2 separate regions of the Bicyclus anynana genome follow, and region 1 is linked to region 2. Evidence: chromatin contacts called from public Hi-C data. All regions are on one chromosome and are shown on one strand. Each heading gives the region's core, a stretch centred on a gene start, on an enhancer-like site or on the middle of the called end of the contact. The rest is flanking DNA. Distances are from core to core; before and after follow the strand shown. Region 1 overlaps LOC112055051 (myosin heavy chain 95F). Region 2 holds the start of LOC112055052 (myophilin-like).

Region 1 (4,672 bases), core at 518-3,017, 33 kb before region 2:
AGACACTAGGTAGGTTTCCATCCCTATGTCATTGACATCCCTAGAATTCGTACGAAGCGATTTGCTTCTTGTACGCATGAATAGGGTATGGAACTCTCTTCTAAAGTCAGTGTTTCATAATTCTTACAACTTGGCCATGTTTAAGAAGAAAGTGAATAGGCATCTTCTAGGCAAGAACGTGAGATGTGAGACCACCAGGTCTACCATCAGGTGAAAAGGAGGTCAATGTGATGGTGTTGTACTCACCGATACAATCCTGGTTGTCGACGAATCTGATCTCGGGCACGTTGAGCCCTTCCCGGCGGTACAGCTCCTGCTCGTTCTTGAGGATGCGCTCGTTGAAGAACTGCTGCAGCTTCTCGTTGCAGTAGTTGATGCAGAACTGCTCGAAGCTGTTCATTTGGAAGTACTCTGCAATTACACATCATGTTCTAATCATAGTTCGAAGAGCTGATGAATGTTGGGGTCCCAAGGTGCTGGAGTGGCGACCCCGCACCAGAAAGTGCAGTGTTGGTCGAGCCCCCCCTAGTTGGATAGAGAACATCAAGCGGGTTGCAGGGAACCACACAGTTTTGTTTAGAAGTCCATGAGAGAGGTTTATGTATGTTAGACCTATCCTGCTACTCTAATGCCAATTCCGTTTGTCTATTATTAGATAATGGCCGGAACTGCCCGATTTACGGGTTGAGAATTTTTAATGATTTATGGTTTTCTTTTGTGACAATGTGACTAATGAAGTAAATGTTTTCCCTTGGCCAGAGCTTCGCGCACGCTCGACGAGTTCCCTTTGACGTTATATCCCGCATATACGGCGCGGGTGAGTTGACTCAAGTGACGCCTATATGCAATGTTTGTTTACCGAAGCCGGCGATGTCGAGCACGCCGATGTAGTAGGCGGAGGCGCTGGAGGGGATGCTGTCGTTGATGCGCCGCACGATGTAGTCGAAGAGCCGGCTGTACACCGCCTTGGCCAACGCATCGCGCGCGCTAGAAGCCTCGTACGTCTTCAGTGGTACCCTGAACATAACAAAACAATCCTTACTAATATTATGGGCAGGATACGTGGATCGAAGAACAGATGGATGTGGGGTCTCAAGGTGCTGTAATGACGACCGCGCATCGGGAAACGCAGAGTTTATTCATTCATACAAATGTTTTGATTGTTAATTAATGTTGGTCGACTCTTCACTTACAACATTAAACGTGTCGTAAGGACCCGCTGGTCTGGCTGGATAGGCTGTCCAGAAACAATATATTTATAAGTCCCAAAGGTCTGCATTACTCATTAATATGCTGAATCTGAGCCTGGTAAAGCCTCCGACCAATTATATATAATTATATAGAAGGACCAGTATCGCACCCAAAATTCACGAGCAAAATTTTCTGTCATTGTCTGAGGAAAATGAACTTAGATTTAGTAGACTTGAAGTTTCTACCCATTTTTACGCTATTCTTCACTACACAAAAAGGTATTTTAACGGAGCTCTTTAACCGACAAACACGATTACAACTATGACACATTGTTACTATAAAGACAGTTTTTATACTCGTAATCGCATTAGATCGTTGATCATAAACTTTGTCAGAAAATTAATGTCTAAAAACTCTAGTAACGAGGCAGGTCCTATACAATAATTGGTCTGAGTTTTTTGGCTCTAAACTCCAGAGTCGGGACTCAATAGCAACTCACATGATGGCGGTCCCCTTCATGCCGCCGCGGGAGCTCTGCATGAGCCTGGACACCAGCGCCATCCGCAGCTCCCCGGGGTCGACGCCCAGCAATGAGGCCGCGGTCGCCAGCGAGGCCTCCGAGTCGGGACTCACTCGGCACCCTCCTCGAGCCCCGCCCTCCTCTTCAAACTCCACGTTGCCCAAATGGAGGACTGCCGCAACTACTGAATAGACAGACTTCTTCTCCGCTTCTGACAGACCGACACGAGATAATGCCTGGAAGAGATGAGTTGAGTTGGTTGAGTTTGTTGTGGGCTCTTCTCGGACCAAGGCGCTTTGTTACCCTCGTAACTTTAATTTTAAGTTATCGACTTTAATTACCACCATAAAATGAAGACATAACTTGATGTTTCATAGGTGCTTGTAAAATAAGTCTAATTGAAATAAATTGCTCGTAATTCTAAATTTTGAATTTTAATAAGAAGAAATCAATTATTATTTTCTTCACTTCTCTCGATATATGTATGTACTGTTTGTCTATATTCTTTGCTGAAATACGGAAACAGCTTGAGCTATTTTAATATTCGTTAAGTTTATTTTGATCTAATACAGGGGTGGTTTAGTAACTAAAGGAACATCTGATGATACAAAGATCATCCAGTCAGCTAGTATTACTATTTTCTTTCATTTATTTATTTATCCTTTTTTAATTTTTATTATTATTATTATTATTCATTCTGTATTTCTGTAATAAAGTAGTCTGTTGTTAATATAGTTAATTCTATTCTTTGTCTGGATAGAATGTTTCATTTTAATTATATGTTTAAATCCATTAGATACTAATAGTAAGGACTACAAATTTGGCTCAAAATGTTCATGAAATGAAGCTAGTATAAACATACCTGATGCAACCTCTGGAAGTCCTCAACGTCGTCCAGTATGGGGTCTCTCAAACCTCCTTTGGCCTGTTGCTGCTTGCCTTTTTGATTGGCATTTATTTTCTTCTCTGATTGTGCCGATGTGAAATATTGTGTGCAACCGTTTTTGAGATACTGTAACAATTTAACAAAACGGTTAGATAAATAACATAAATATTGATTATGAATTTATATTTTGTATTATGTATTTTATTAATGTGTGTCAATTTCAGGTGAGTCTTTTCTTTTTTTTTTTTTTTTCACAATTTTGTTGTTACCTAAAATTGTAGGTTTAAAAAGTACATTTGATATTTTCAAGATTTGATCTGAGCTAAAGGTTTATTTTTAAAAATGTTTTTAATTTCTATTTTTTTTCCCTGCCTAATGCTTAAAACATAGTATTAAAAATTGTGCAGGGAAGGACATTAGGTCCACTTGTATTCGTGTTATACAAAAATTACTATACTAGACTAAACAATGAAGACCTTGATAGCTTACCAAATAATCATCAGGCTTGGTTATCTTCAATGCCGAACGAAGTTCCTGTGGGGCTCCTGCGCATAGCAGATAGAAGACATGATAGTTCCTCTCTTCAGCACTCTGCGTGCAAATTCTGGACTTTTCTAGCAGGTAGTGCGATATATGCCCTCCGACGACCTGATATTTGTTAGAGAAGTGAACTTCCATAAATTTGCCAAATCGTGAACTGTTATTGTTGCGGGTTGTTTTTGCGTTGCCGAACGCCTCTAGGATTGGATTCGCTGAAAAAATGAAACATTTCCTTGATAAGTTAAAACTGATTGAATATGGTTGGTTTATTTTTATTTTTCATTCTACAACTTTAAATTGTTAAGCAGTCTTTTTTCTTTTTGTAATGATGACTTTGTATTTTTAATGTATACTACATTAAAAATAAAACCAATAAAAACATACTTTACTTCTTGTAATGTAGCAAAATATTCACTTTCCTTACATTTTTATATTGCTTTTAAGAAATTAGTTCGCCTTTAGTTTAGGTGGGGTCGGCAGAAATTTACATTTTCATTCATTCGCTTTTATCATTCGTCAACTTATCTAACTACTTCTGTTACACACACCCTTACATTGTCAACAATCTCTACATTGACTTTTCCTCCTTTGGCGACTGTCCACTTGCAATTTCATAATTCTTCTGGTAATATGACTTTCGTCCATCAACATCATATGTCTACTAGCTAACCAAGCTAACCTTTTACTCGTCGACTTTTCTGTCACTGGCGCCACTTTCAGACATCTTTTTATACACTCATTTAATTTTAAATCTGTATGATCCATCCAAGTTACTTACCATCTAAAATCTTCTGTTCCACAGGCCCTGCGCCCTTTGCCCACAGATCGCAAAGATACTTTAGGATGTATTTGGTTGACTCTGTTTTTCCCGCTCCTGATTCTCCGGAGACGATGATAGATTGTGATTGTTTTAATGCTTTCATATCCCGGAATGATTTATCAGCTGAAAACATTTAACCATCATAAATAAAGTATAAAATAAAAACACATATATTTTAATGATGACTATAAATTGTTATTTTATTGTATATTTCAGCTGTTCAAACACCAAGTTTGGAGGTGGAAGGAAATTGTTGTAGCAATCAGAGCGTGCTAATATGGCGTTTTAAACAAAATATAGGTAAAAATTTAAACAAATTAATAAGGATAAACACAAATAAGTATGAATCGTATTAATTATATCCACAAACCAAAAATCAATCAATTCTGTTCATTCTGAGATTTTAAATATTCGTTGTCGTTTTTGCCAACACTAGGTTTAAGAATTCTTACTCTTAGAGGAGCACTAGAGGCGTATTGCAACGGAGGCACCGACGATTTTAAGATGTGAGGTTCCACATAAGTTCATTTACAGGAGCAGCACGTTGTCAATGGGAGCTGGCTACTGCTACCGACGACTGCAGTCGACCGCCGTTGACTGCCGCCTATACGTCGGCGACTGCGTTCGTCGGTAGCGGTTGCTGTTCGTGTAAATGAACCCTAACCCGTTTTGTCCCTCAGTAAGTCGGGTATCTCACAGAGAGATACCCCCCTCA
Region 2 (4,705 bases), core at 1,324-3,823:
CTAGCTTGTTAGGACGAGGATGAAATCCACACCCCTTTTTCTACACGACATTGTACCGGAACGCTAAATCAATTGGCGGTACATCTTTGCCGGTAAGGTGGTAACTAGCCACGGCCGAAGCCTCCCACCAGCCAGACCTGGACAGATTAAAAAAATCTTAATCAGCCCAGCCGGGGATCGAACCCAGAACCTCCGTCTTCTAAATCCACACAAATGATACTAATTTTTAGCATATACCGAGAAAAGAACTCGATCGAAACTAGCCAAAAGATAAAAAATTAATATTTATTGTATGTACTAAGTACTAACAGTGTGATATCTCTCGTCTGTTTTATTTTAACATGCAATATGAAATAGATTTATGTTATCCAATTCTTTTCAGCTACACTATAATGTTTATGGAAAGGGGCCTCTAAAAGTGAAATATCACTGAATAACTGTCAGAACCATCAATCACTAATATCATAAACTACGAAATTGAAAGATAGGTTTCCTCTATTTATAGGTATAGTAGATGTTGTAGGTATAGTAGATAGGAAGATGGAGACGATCTACAACAAACGAGAAGTGGGTAGGAAAGTGATAGTTATAGATAACAAAGGAAGTAAGTAAGTAAGTAATGGGAATATAGTAAGTAAACGCGTACAAAGTCGTGGGAAACCACTATATATACTCGTATTTAAAAGATAAGTTTTGAATGAAAAAAACTAACATTTACCAAATTACAAAAAACATTTATTATTTTTAATACAAAAAGAATAAATTACATATTATAATACTGTACAGGGTTCACATTTGGCGTCTGTTGCCGAAGGATATGCCAGTCTGTTGGCCCTTGTTTGATCCGTATTGCAGGGATATCACGTTCTGGCCGGCCTTCAGTTGCTCCTCGGAGAACTCTCTGACGTTCTTGTCAGATTCCTTAGGCCCTATAGACGGAAGGCCGAAGTTTCCGGCTTTCCTGCCTAACGACTGAAGACATACAACGACAGAATAAAGGTTTTGTTTCTCCCAAAGATCGATAGTTTGGAACGTCTCCTGCGGTGGTACACCCAGCTTCTTCACTGCTTCTAGAAACGCGTTTATATTCTCCATGCATTTGAATGCCATCGTCGATTGGTTGATCTTCTTCACTGAGCCCTCTTGAAACTTGTTGACCAAGTTGCAGAGGAGTGTGCCGTCCTTGAGGACTTCGTAGAGGTTGTCGACGTCACCGGACGTGTTTTCCGGTGAGCCGGTGATCTTCTGTATCCATTCTAGAGTTTCTTGGGCGATGTCGTTGTTGTATTTGCTGTTGATCCTCGCTTGAGCCTCGGCGTTGATGCCGGCTTTACCTGCGCGATATTCAGCCATGTTTCGACAGTGTTAACAGTGTTGCAGACACGTAGTCACTGAGCGCCTTCCGATAACGAGCCTCTCAATATCAGTACATGACACATCGATGCGATTGATAGCTACTATCAACATGAATGTGACCGCTTAAACGTTTATCGCGTTCATTATCGAAAAATTGATTATTTTTTTTATTATATTGATTGTTATGCGACAGGTTACAAAGGAATTCGATGAGGAAGCGAAAATTTGGTGATATTTTTTTACCTTCATTTTGATGCAAAACTCTCGAGAGCATTTAAAGCTACCTGGGATGCTGTAAAAATATGAGAAACGAAAAGCATTCCTCATTCAGTCGCAAGAAATCCATAATTGTCATAAGCAGCATATTGTGATTGGGAATTTCAATAAGACATCAGGCAGTGAATATTTAGTTTAACACACCAAATACACATTAAATTTGCACCTTGAGTACCTTTATCAGTGAATTGGCATCTTGAAAAACACGCATCAGCCTAGTTCTTGCACCCGATTAAGTAAATTAATCAAGATTCTTAAGGTTACAAAAGAGACAAATATCTTAGCATTCCATGGATTCACTCTGCCGGTGTGGGGTCCATCGCGTGGCAGAGAGAAAATCTCCAAGCAGAGTCCTGGACTTTATAGGGTTAAGGAATTCCTTGACAATCAATAAACACTGCTCTCCTCCACTCGTGTTGTTCTCCCTAGCCAAATCTGGTAAGATACTATTAGAGCAGCTTTGGAGACCCGTTCTAATATAGAACTTACTACAGTTCAGTGAGGCCAAGGTCTATAAGTAAGTTATAGAGATTTAATTATATTGAACTGATAATATCGCAAAGTAACTAATACAATGTTATCAAGTAAAATGCAGTCAAGTTACAAAAATGTAACAAAGTGGTATAAATAAATAAAGAGATATCACTAAAAGATAATCGAATCTTGCAATCAATTACAATAATAAGGAGCAATTATAATTTATTACTAGTGGAGATTATATTGTTTCAAGTGCTCCCATCAATAGCAACATAGAATGTTCTAGAACACTTATGGCTGGCCAATCTTATCATAAAGTCTTATTAGATTAACTCCGTAATAGCAATTATTGAGAGCCGTGATAGCCCAGTGGATATGACATCTGCCTCTGATTCCATAGGGTGTAGGTACGAATCTAGTCCAGGGCATGCACCTCCAAAATTTTCAGTTATGTGCATTTTAGTAAATTAAACATCATTTGTCTTTCATCATTTGTCTCTTGTCTTGTCTTGAGAGGAGCTCAAGACAAGACAAGAGAATTGGCAATCTTCTAGGAAAACACTTTCCATCTTGGGCCACATCTACACTTACCATTAGGTGAGAGGACCAAGCAGAAGCTCATTTCATATTAAAAAGTCAAGATGAAATTTAAAGTTTTAAAACACTAGCTGCTAAAAATTTGTTTACTTTTTAATTAATGTTATTTTCTTTTAACATGAAAATAATGTTTCATGTTAAAAGTCAAATAAAGAAGAAAATAAGGCTTAATATTTGAAGATGAATAATTTTATGAAAAATAGGTTAATTCTGTGAAACAACTGAGATTGCCTAATTTAACCTTGCCAAGTGGCAGTGTTGCGATATTTTATTGTGTTTTATCACCAAACGAAACAATGGAAGAGTGAAGGATTGTTTTAAACAAAGCATTGCTATTAACCCTAACTGATAAAATTGGCACAGATACAATCTTGACTATAAAACAAGTATTTTTTACTTTTGAATGTATAGTTTCATGCCAATGCTGATGATGACCTAACATTGGGGACATTGGGGTCCCTAGGTGCTGGAACCCTGCACCAGAAAGTTTAGTTGGCAGACCACCCAATAGGTGGACCGAAGACATCAAGCAGTTTTGCAGGGAGTTGCTAGATACTGGCAACTCAAGAGCATATACACCAATCCATTTATGAGTTACACACCATATAATTAAACATCACAAATTAATAATTGATTGAACTTCAAGTTTGATATTAAGGAACATTTATTAATAAGGTCCTTAGTGTACTGGAGGTCCTTAGTGTAGGGGAGGCCTATGCTGTAAAGCACGACAATCTCAACACGCCGGTGTCAATCAAATAAATTTGTAAATAATTTTAAGATATTTGTGATTGTTTAATAAAGGCTATTATTATTATTATTATTAGTGTACTGGAGGGTTATTCTGTAATAATGTTTTGTACAACTCGCAAGGGTGAGTTTTGATTTCACCTCTATATATTTCTGTCTAATACAATACTATAGAATGAGAAAGATGGAGAAATTTGAAATTTGCACTTGCTGGTTATACAAAAAGTTGTTACAGAATAGCCTGCCGTTCCAAATGACTTATCAGATGCAGTAGTATTCAATGGACAAATCTTGGGTTCCATTCTTGCAAATATTTTTTTTTATTTAAAATATTATCTTTGGTATCCATGGCTGATTTCTTTGTAAATTTTGTATTTCAAAAAGACTTTTGAAACTAAATTCTTTAAATTGAGGCTAATAGCTCAAGGCCAAATACTAATCTAAAAGGTTTAAGGTTCAATCCCTACCTGTGGACTCCTATACAATAAGCTTTTCACTTAGTTGCAGTGAGGGGAAAACTGTTCATTATGTTGAAAAATATATATACTATTAGTTATAGGTTTTGGGTTTTATGTTATTAATAGTGGCACATGTATTAACATCAAATAAGTGTTTTAAAACAGTAATTTAACCTGATGACAGCTTTCAAATCAGTATAACCCCTGAGTATGGGAGTCAATCTTCAGCACCTAAATTGTTTTATCAACAGATGATTAGCTTGTGCTATAATGTTTTAAAAAAGAGTAGAAATAACACAAAGAGGTGCTGCCTAAACCAACAATACCAGAGCCAAGGCAGTATATTATTTCAATAAATATTATAACATCCCATATATTCGCGAAACCATGAACGTAGTTTCATAAAGTTTTTACTTGTTTTAGTAAAGTCGGGTGAAGCCTAACCAATGAGAAGTCCTAATAAAAAAAATAACCTTCTTTCTCCACTTACACAATGCTAACTTCTGTTCGTATATGACGAAATGATAATGTTACAAAAACTTCTAACATCACAAAACCTTTTCCTTCCCGTCATTTGTTACGTTTATAGAACTCATTTCAACACACATTATTCGGATATTTCACAGAAAATAAGCTAATTAATGTCTTTCCATAAAAGGCTAATTAGATTTCGGCAGACAATAGATAAAATGATAAGCAATGATATAGTATCGAAGTAATAACTATTTAGTTACCAAACCAGTGGTAAAGTTTTTAAAACTTGTAGCAAATTGAACTCACCTCGAACTATT

The links. Hi-C and Micro-C count contacts between places; a contact is called where the count stands out from the background.
Region 1: a contact with region 2 is called in a Hi-C map of whole body, with 2.1 times the contacts expected there. The contact joins the enhancer-like site here to the promoter of LOC112055052 in region 2. A contact is called at or near these places in 2 of 2 Hi-C or Micro-C datasets (whole body and whole larva).

The regions. Positions count from the first base shown.
Region 1 is chr12:14,782,351-14,787,022 of ilBicAnyn1.1, reverse strand. It overlaps LOC112055051 (myosin heavy chain 95F), which reads right to left. Exons shown (of 26, transcript XM_052884777.1): 5 at 3,916-4,080; 6 at 3,087-3,349; 7 at 2,574-2,723; 8 at 1,691-1,947; 9 at 860-1,017; 10 at 247-411. Among protein-coding and RNA genes, the nearest start is that of LOC112055045, 25 kb to the left of the region's middle. Within about 2 kb of position 1,767, at least 4 of the 8 cell types and tissues checked have open chromatin away from gene starts, as enhancers often do.
Region 2 is chr12:14,749,782-14,754,486 of ilBicAnyn1.1, reverse strand. LOC112055052 (myophilin-like) reads right to left here and starts at 2,573. Exons shown (of 1, transcript XM_024095039.2): 1 at 717-2,573. The coding sequence starts at 1,353. The coding sequence ends at 790. LOC112055051 (myosin heavy chain 95F) reads right to left here. Exons shown (of 26, transcript XM_052884777.1): 1 at 4,695-4,705.